Regions from separate parts of the Mus musculus genome. Here region 1 is linked to region 2. The links are chromatin contacts, called in public HiChIP or PLAC-seq maps. All regions are on one chromosome and are shown on one strand. Each heading gives the region's core, a stretch centred on a gene start, on an enhancer-like site or on the middle of the called end of the contact. The rest is flanking DNA. Distances are from core to core; before and after follow the strand shown. Region 1 holds the start of Trim55 (tripartite motif-containing 55). Region 2 overlaps Dnajc5b (DnaJ heat shock protein family (Hsp40) member C5 beta).

What was found. HiChIP or PLAC-seq counts read pairs in DNA pulled down with a chosen protein or histone mark.
Region 1: an H3K27ac HiChIP or PLAC-seq map of heart atrium shows a contact between it and region 2, with 2.6 times the contacts expected there. The contact joins the promoter of Trim55 here to the enhancer-like site in region 2. A contact is called at or near these places in 4 of 39 promoter capture datasets (embryonic stem cells, liver, macrophages and 1 more), 1 of 15 datasets of contacts at CTCF or cohesin (pro-B cells), 8 of 484 Hi-C or Micro-C datasets (Sertoli cells, beige adipocytes, bone marrow-derived macrophages and 5 more), 4 of 115 datasets of contacts at active chromatin or transcription factors (CD8 T cells, cardiomyocytes, embryonic stem cells and 1 more) and 3 of 9 other capture datasets (adipose tissue, liver and macrophages).

Annotation. Positions count from the first base shown.
Region 1 is chr3:19,643,103-19,647,815 of GRCm38.p6, reverse strand. Trim55 (tripartite motif-containing 55) reads right to left here and starts at 3,356. Exons shown (of 10, transcript NM_001081281.2): 1 at 3,040-3,356; 2 at 2,370-2,542. The coding sequence starts at 3,207.
Region 2 is chr3:19,565,474-19,569,715 of GRCm38.p6, reverse strand. All of the region lies in intron 2 of Dnajc5b (DnaJ heat shock protein family (Hsp40) member C5 beta), which reads right to left. Among named protein-coding and RNA genes, the nearest start is that of Gm23330, 7.3 kb to the right of the region's middle. Within about 2 kb of position 2,590, at least 48 of the 459 cell types and tissues checked have an H3K27ac peak or open chromatin away from gene starts, as enhancers often do. A contact at or near this core is called in heart atrium, where this site is marked.

The sequences.
Region 1 (4,713 bases), core at 2,107-4,606, 77 kb before region 2:
CTCTACAGTTTGGTCCCCAGCCCTTGAAGGGACATCAGGCTGACTCCATTGGTTAGGCAGTTTTACTAACACACGTTTTAACATTTTCTGTCCTCAAGATTTCATACCAAATACCAAATGCTATTATGTTCATATCTGAAGTTCCTACCAGGTGAGTAGAGAGACAGAAAAAGCATTATAATAAATAAAACACAGAACACTGTACTATGCTTGCCTGTGCTGCTTACAGAACTAACATTGTGGAGCCCCTGCTCTGTGGAAAAACACTGGATCTGATACTGAAACTGCTGTCACAGAAATGTCTTTTAATAACTGGTTGCTTACTAGTTGCCAGGATTATCTCTTAAGTAGACACCATCTTTCCTTTCACTTTTCTCCCTCCAAACCCTCCCATCTAGCCCTCTTGATCTTTCAAACTCATAGACTCTTTTAAAATTGTTATTGCATGCATATATCTATACATGTGTACATTACTAAATAAGATCTGCTCAGTCTATACAATTTTACTCTTATTATGTTTTCAGGTATGACCATTATGGTGTTGGATAACCCTGTGGGTGTGCTCTTCCCTGGGGAAGACATTCCCCACTCTCAGCACTTCTTAGCTGCCTGTGATTCTTTGCAAGTTGAAGTCTTTCCCCATCCACTTTTGCATGTCTACTGTTGTTTTCCTTGTTCACCTCATGTTTAAGCAGTCGTGCTGTAGGGGCAGTAACGGGTGTAGCTTCTAATACTAATAGGAAACATAGCCTCACAGCAAACTCCCTGATCTACTGGCTCTTAGAGTCTTTCCACCGCTTCTTCTGCAATGTTTCCTAAGCCTTTGGTGTGGGGATGGTTTATAGATGTATCCATTGGGATAACTCTGTTGAACACAACAAAATACAATGCAATCTGATCTGGAACATGGTAACACTTTCCTTCTCAAGAGATTAGGAAGCAAGAAAACAGGTGGCTGCGGTTCGTCATCTGCAGATCTTCCTCAGTTCCATCTATAGCCTGGTGCTATCTAATTTAGCTCTGAATCTTGAGCAGAAACAAATGGCCATAATAATCACAATAATTACACGTTATATTAATTGATTGACTTTCCTGCAAAGAGTGCAAGGCGTTTATAGTCCTGCAGATGTTTCATAAGCACAGGCCTCTTGTAATAAGGATCACAACGGGCCCATTTCTACACAATTTCCATATGGCTACCAAGGCTTTAGACTCAAATGACCTGTGCAGAATGGAGATCAGGGTCTTCACACCTTCATGCCTTTTAGGAATAAACTCTGTAGTTTTGTCTCTAGGAATGTAAAGCTTATGTGGTGTGATAAATAAGAAGCCCTTTTAAATGTCCTAGTGAATGGATTCAGGTGACATACCAGACAATCACCAAGTGCCTGCAAAGAGTATTGTATAGCAGGGAACCAGCCTGAAATGTGTCCCCCTTCCCATTTCTGTAAATGACACTCCTTCAGGCCAGCATTATATCTTGCCTTGAATGTTCCAATGAGCCAATATTATGACAAGTGATGAGGTCAGCGTGTTTTTAAAGTATAAGTGTTACTGTTGTTTAGACTGTTTTAAAGCAAGATAACTAGGAACTGGAATATTTTGGAAGATGATGTTTCTTAACTTATATGTGCTTGTGCTAGGATTTTTCTGTATCAAAGGATCTGGAGTTTACAAACTGGTCATGTGTCATCATGTCTATTGTTGTGTTTTATAAAAAAGAAGCCAGGGATATGTTTGGTGGAGGCACAGTATGGTATGGGGAAGGAGGGCCCATGCTGAGCCATCCCTTCCTCCTGAGATACCAGCCACATGAAGGAATGTAGTATAGAATAGTTTATTTAGGGCATGGGAAGGGGAGTTGAGGGAATAGGAGAGAGAGAGAGAGAGAGAGAGAGAGAGAGAGAGAGAGAGATGGCCAGTGAGCACCACATGGAGAGATGGGGGAGGGGAATGAGGAGAGACAGGACAGAGGGGGAAGAGGGGAAGAGAGCAAGAGAGCAAGAGCAAGAGAGGAAGAGGATGGGGAGGCAAGCAACCCCTTTTATAGTGAGTCTGGCATATTTGGCTGTTGCCAGGTTACTCTAGGGCAGAGCCTAGAAGAAATGCTAACGTCTATAGTGAATGTAATACAAGGCTGTGAGGTGGATCCCACCTCTATCAACATGACTCTCTTTGATGGCACAGAAGCATGCGCACTAGCTCCCTTCTTTCCTCCACACACAACTCTGTCTCATTGAAAAGAAGTGACGTGGAAAAAGCCTTTTAGTGAACAGTTAACACATGACTGGGAACAAACATGCAGTGTATCAGCCCACTAAGACGAAAACAAAACATCCAGTAAGTCTAGCTCTCAGAGCCGCTCTTACCTGGTGGATTCCTGCTTGTAGATATCAATAATGTTTTCCACGAGCAGGTTCCTCTGCAGTCCATAGACCCCATGTCTGTCTAACACCACCTCATGTCTGCAGGAGGGACAGCGGAAGCGGCCCCCTGATGCCACGGTGGTGCCTCCTCTTGTGGGTAAGTACGGGTTAGAGGCCTGTTCTTGCCAAGCAAGAAAAAAAAAAAAAAAAGGAACTGAGTAATCCCACAGACAGCTTTTTGGAGACTTATTTTCACTCTCTGACACTCCATACAATATGAACTCCTTAGGGCTTACTGTACCTGGTCCTGAACCACAAGGCCCTCCCTGGTCCATAGCCATCTCCAGTACATCCTGGCCAGCAAGAGCATTTTACCCCTGCCGTTCCCTAACCCAGAGTTCCAACCTGAAGTTCCAATGCTCAGACATGAGCGGTAACATTTTCAATTCTTAAACAGATTCAGTGGATCAGTTTTGTTTTACTACAAACAAATCTGCTTCTAAGAATTAAAAACACAGCAGGACTTGTGAGGAGCAGGTTGACAATCAAACCTGGGGAAACAATTCAAATACACGAACAGTCTCAGAAAACTCTCTAAGGGAACTGGGCTTTGATCTCAAAGACTGCAGGAGACAGGGACACTCTACAGCTTCCAGATTCCAAACAAACCTACCTGGAAGATGTCACTGGCACATTTCCTGCACAGGTTGTGCTGGCAAGGGAGAATGACCACAGGCTTCGTGAACATCTCTAGGCAGATGGGACAGATCAGTTGCTTTTCCAAGTTATCCATGGTCTGCTGCTCTTTGGAGAAAGACTTGTAATTCAGAGAAGTGCTCATTTCCTTGCCGTCCCTGTCCCTGAGTGTGCTGCCAAGGGAAAGGTGCTCCCGAACGGCTTCTGTAAGTGGTTCCTGGAAATAATTCCAAGGACTGTATGATCAAGTGTCCTTTATGTCTCTCTCTCTGTGGAGGACATTGTTCCAGGCCTGGCTCAGATGGGTGACGGAGCTGTTTTTAGCAACCCAAGGTCACATGACCCTGGACTGACTTGTCCATATAAGCCAGTGACAGGCAGATGGATTCTGACAGGTGACAGAGAACAGGAGTCAACATTCTTGCCCTGGGGAGTAAGAGAGTGGGTGGGAAGGGGATTACAAGTCCCATTTAGCAGGGGTTATGAAGGAGGGCAATCTGAAGCCCACAGTTGTTAACAACAAAAGCAAATGTGCATGCTTAGTATCTGAGCCATGCCCTCGTGAGCACTTGGGAAGAACTTAGTGACAGGCTTCTGTAGAATGCAGCGCTACAGTGTAACTGTATAAGAAGCATTGTTTCTTCAGACAGCAGGAAACAAGCCAGCCAAAGGAACATGGTAGCAACTTCTCAGGTGCAAGTAAGCAAAGCTTGTTCTGTAAAAACTCCATCCTGATCTGACCAGGGCAATAGTGTAAAAAGCCATCCATGATATTAAAAATTTCATGTTTGCCAATATTACAGTATAGGAAAATTCCAATTTAAGAATGCTTTCACCATAAAAGAGTGTACTTAGACACTTACACATGTATGTGTGTGTGTGTGTGTGCATGTTTACATGTGTGTGGGTGAACATGTTGTGCACATGCATGTGGGGGACATGTGGCTGCTATCAAGAATCTTCCTCCATCACTCTATATTATTCATGAAGTCAGGATATCTCAAGTGAAGCCAACATTAGCCAAGAGGACAAGTCTGGCTAGTGTCTTGCTTAGAGGATTCCTCTGGTTTCCCTGAAATTACAGGTGGGCAGCCACAACTGGCAGGCATTTACGTGAGTCCTGGGGATCTGAACTGGAGTCATCACACTTGTATATCAAGGGATTTATCCACAGAGCCATGTCCCCAGACCTCTTTTTTAAAAAAATTAAGAACCAAAATGTTGAGTATGTGGCTCTCCACACACAGCCCTCGTTCATCCTCTACCCACCCCACATACACCCTAAAACATAGAGACAATCTGTAAGAGTCTTTTTAAAATTAAGCTTGCTCTGTGACAGTAAGACTCAATGGGATAACAGTTGGCATGTGCATTACACACTATAATTGCACTTCTCCACCTGTTGGAGGAAGATACCAGTGCCTTTGATAGCTGCAGTGAATAAGGTGTCCTATATAACTTCCCAATCTGCTCCTAAATGTTTGGGCATTTTAGCCTTCATTCAAGGTCATGTTTTAAAATGATAATAACCCTGGTAATTTCTCATATTCTTGGTCTGCTCTTGAATCATGAACACAAATTCTGACATTTGCCAGGAATTTGTAAAAATGTTAATCAATATGTGTTGTATGTAAAACCAGGAATCAAATAA
Region 2 (4,242 bases), core at 1,341-3,840:
GTCTTACTGCAATGTGATATGCCAGGGCTAGTTGATATCCATGGGAGGCCTACCCCTCCCTTTTTAAAACAGAGAAATGGAAGAGGAGCGATGGAGGACGTGGGGGCAGAAGGGAGTGGTGGTAGAGGAAAGGGACTGGGAGAAAATGTTCCCTTTAGCACAAGGGAACATGTCCTTTGCTTTTAGCCAGGTAAAACACATTTCAGGATTCTGACCTCTAAAATTGAGGACTGAACCCAGGGCCTTGTGCAAGGAGATTCTTCACATTGATTTATTTAATGTGTGCACATGTGGGCATGCACCACGGTGAAGATCAGAGGACAATTTGTGGGAGTGAGTCCTCCCCTTCCATTATGTGGATCCCAAGTGTTGAACTTGTGTTGTTAGGTTTGGTGGCAAACGCTTTTACTTGCTAAACTGTCTTGTTGATGCCGAGTATGTTATTATAGTCATAATTTGTTATAAAAGAGCTAGGAGACTAATACAAATAGTTTAAAAATATTTAAAACTGTACGTAAAGTGTGTCCTAGAAATTATTGTCAACAATCTGTCCTCATCCAGCTATTCCCCTTAAATTTTACATTGTAAATGTTTTTATTTTTTAAAAAATCACACTTATTTTATGCATTAAAATTTGCTGATTAAAAGGTGGATGGATGTTTTACATGCAGCTAAAGATCATGTATGCTTAGGGAGTACCATAATACTTGAGAATATAAATCCAGGTATAAAATCTATTCCACCACTCATCGCAGAACAAATAGAGAACAGAATAACTAGAGTTTATTAGTTTAAGTTTGGTTTATCAAAAAAAAAAAAGTGTGTGTGTGTGTGTCTTTTGCTTTCAGAGATATTTGGAGTACCTATAAGTTCTTATAGCCAAAACTTCTGGTGTCATGGTTTTGAAATGTGGAATTGATGAGAAAGTTTTTGCTCCTAGCCCAAAATGTTTGTCATTTTATAACCTTTTCAGTGTTCACTATAGGTGATTACTTGTGAGCTTGATATAAATATTTTTCTAGCAAGCATGGCAAAGGCTTTTTTAGTATTATCCCATTTCACATATGAGAATATACAGATAAGGATCTTGCCCAGAGACACACAGCTAAAGTGAGAAGCAGGCCCACGGCACAATTAGACTCTCAGGCCATGTGCTTCAGTCTGTGTGATATGAGAGACTGCCTGAGTATTCTGAGATCAACAGTTCACCCAACATTACCTTCAGATACGCAATCTGAAAGATGCCCAAGGCTAAAGTGGGCCGGTGCTTCCAAGGCCTCTTGCAGTGATCCAGGCAGTGTGGTTGTGGACAACAGAACAGAGTCTTGGTATATTTTGAGAGATTTGGATGTGGGGGTAAAAGGAAAAAAGATGAGGATCACAGCAAAGTTGAGGCCTTAGCAAACAGATTTGGTTACTACTGTTTGTTTGACAGCAAGGGGCTCTCTTATACTGAAGATTTGATGGGGTCTAATGGTTCTATTTTGGATACTTGAGATGTGTATTAAAATATAAGTAAATCTAGAGAGCCATGAGTCCAGAGTTCAGAAGGAAAATACTGTAAGAGACCTACGTTTGGAAGTTCTTGGTAGGCCGCTGATATTTACAATCGTGAAACTACAAGAAAGTCCAAAAAAGTGGTTCAAGAAGTCCAAAGACTGGGCTTTGAGATAGGATTTAAGAAATCCCAGCCATGCAGGGTAGGCACACCTAAAGCCAATCTATCTCAAACAAAACAAAACAAAATAAAACAAGACAAAAACCACACTTTAAAACAAGCAATAAAAAGCAAGGTTCAGTGAGATAGATGGGAAAATCTAGACAGTGCAAAGTCTTGGGATCCAGGGGAAGAAGATGTTCAAAGAGGAGCAATCCCTCAAACTGCTAAGACAGACTGTAAAAAGCCCAGGACTCAGAAAGACCAGACACAATGTCCTGGAAATCCTTCATACCAACCCCATACACATGTGTTAAAGCATGTTCTAAAAGGAGGAAAGTAATGGTAAAAAAAAAAAAATTAAAAAGCAGAAAAAAAGGAAATAGAAAAATGGGAAGTAATAACCAGAATTAAGTGTTTATGGCTTTACATTAGGATCACAGGGTTTTTTTTTTTTTTTTTTTGCTTTCTTTTTGCTTATGATAGTGTATATAATACTTATATGTTTTTGTCAAAGCATCTTAAAGCTCCAGTGACAAGACGTATTCTTTTGAAACATCTGAAAATTCAGGTTTTGTTGCCTTAAGTGACCTATTATTGAGTCACAGAGAGTTCATAAACATACAAGAAACGTTTTCTGAGTATGTATCGTGTTCTTGGTCAGGGACATTCCCTCAAGCACTCTTCCCGCAGCTGGCTTTGTGGTGCACCCTTCCTGGAATTTCACTGTGCAGCTTTTCCTTCTGGTAGTCCTCAAGGTACTACGTGTCGTCTAACCCAAGGGAAGGGCTGTGACCTCTGCCCAGAAGGGAAACATTCCCTGAGAAAGAATGGTTCTTATAAACCTTGCCTTGCCTCCAGGCTTCAGAGGAACACTGACACGCTCCACCCAGACAACGGCAGAAGCCTGGCCTCCTCTCATTTGTTACCCTGTTGGAACTTTGACAGCTCACAAGGGCAGATGCACTCAGCCGTTTATCACACTCCCCTAACAATGGTGTTGGCTGATTTGGAGGGCTGGAACGCCTCCATCTGCAGCAAGTCCAAGTCCTGGTTGTCAGCAGTGTTTTGACTCCTCTTGGCAGACACTCTTGGCTCTGAGTTTCCTTGGCACAGATGGCAAAGCAGGGGCAGCTGCCAAAATTACACAACTGTTCAAGCAGGTGATCTCAGTGGTGCCCCACCTGCTTGGGGGTTATCTACAGAGCAAGCAAGACATGGAAGGTTCTCTGGGAGCTCAGGTTGAGCATTTAAATACAACCATCACCTGTTTGTGTTAAAGGTATTCTTGCCATTTCTAATTTTACAGGTAAAAGGGACATCATATTCAACTAGAATGTGAGAGTTCATTTCTAAACATTCCCGTGCTTCCCAAAAGTGGACTAGAAGGGAGAAAAACAGGATGTCATAGCCAACACTCTCAGACGAGACCCACCTACTGCCATCCCAGCCTCTCAGTCACCTGGGGCTGATTCTGACCGGCTCACCCAGCTGTCCCTCCATGGGTTGAGATGTCAGAGGAGAGCTTTTGGGATGTCCTCAGCCACATTCTATTGTGGCATGGTTGTGTCTCTAGCTGCCTTCCTCCTGCTGAACACATTTCTGCCTCCTTTTATTTATTATTTTTATGTTTATATCTATCTATCTATCTATCTATCTATCTATCTATCTATCTATCTATCTATCTACTATCTATCTATCTAGGTTTTTCAAGACACGGTTTCCCTGTGGAGCACTGGCTGTCCCGGAACTATTTTTGAAGACCACGCTGGCCTTGACCTTAAAGATCTACCTGCCTCTACCTCCCGAGTGCTCTGATCAAAGGCATGCACTACCACACCCAGCACATTTCTGCCTCTGAACTCAGTTTTTAATGTTGGCTATTATTGTGAATCTATCTCCATTTCTTCCTGACTTCCTTATTGGGCCATGAAACATGTGTTCTCTCTGACCTCAGAAGAAATCTTCCTGCAGGGTACTAAAAAGACGAGACAGCAGCCACTGATATCTTCCCGTGTTCCAGAACCCTGTGGCAGAGCCACTGCCAACTGCGCTTTTTGTTTCATTTTGTTTTGTTTGCCATTTTTCATCATAGTGAGCTTTTGTTTATTTTAAATATTCTTGTATTTTGTGTATCAATTTAGTTTTTGAGAGAGAGAAAGCATTGTATGGTGGGGGTGGGGTACAACACAAAAATGAAATTGAGTGTGGAGGAATAAGGAGAGGATTGGGAGAGAAACCTGGGAGAAACTCAGACCCTGTTTCAATAGAACAATCACTTGTTCTTTCACAGTGTATGAAAAAAAATGATTCGAGAATATAGCCACAGCCTGGAATAAAGAGAGAGAAGCCTGGGATCATATTAGATCCCAGAAAACAGACCTTTGTCTAGAGAGGATTGCCTGTGGTGAGAATGAGACCAATAGTGGATACAGAGATGAGCCGCCAGAGCCACAGTTGGCAGAATCAGAAACCTGCCAACAGTGTGACCATGGAACATCTGAAGCTATGTGTGACAGCGGAGAATCAAGGCCCTTACACCCTCGTGGACTTGGGTGACACACATGTGAAGATACAGAAAATGA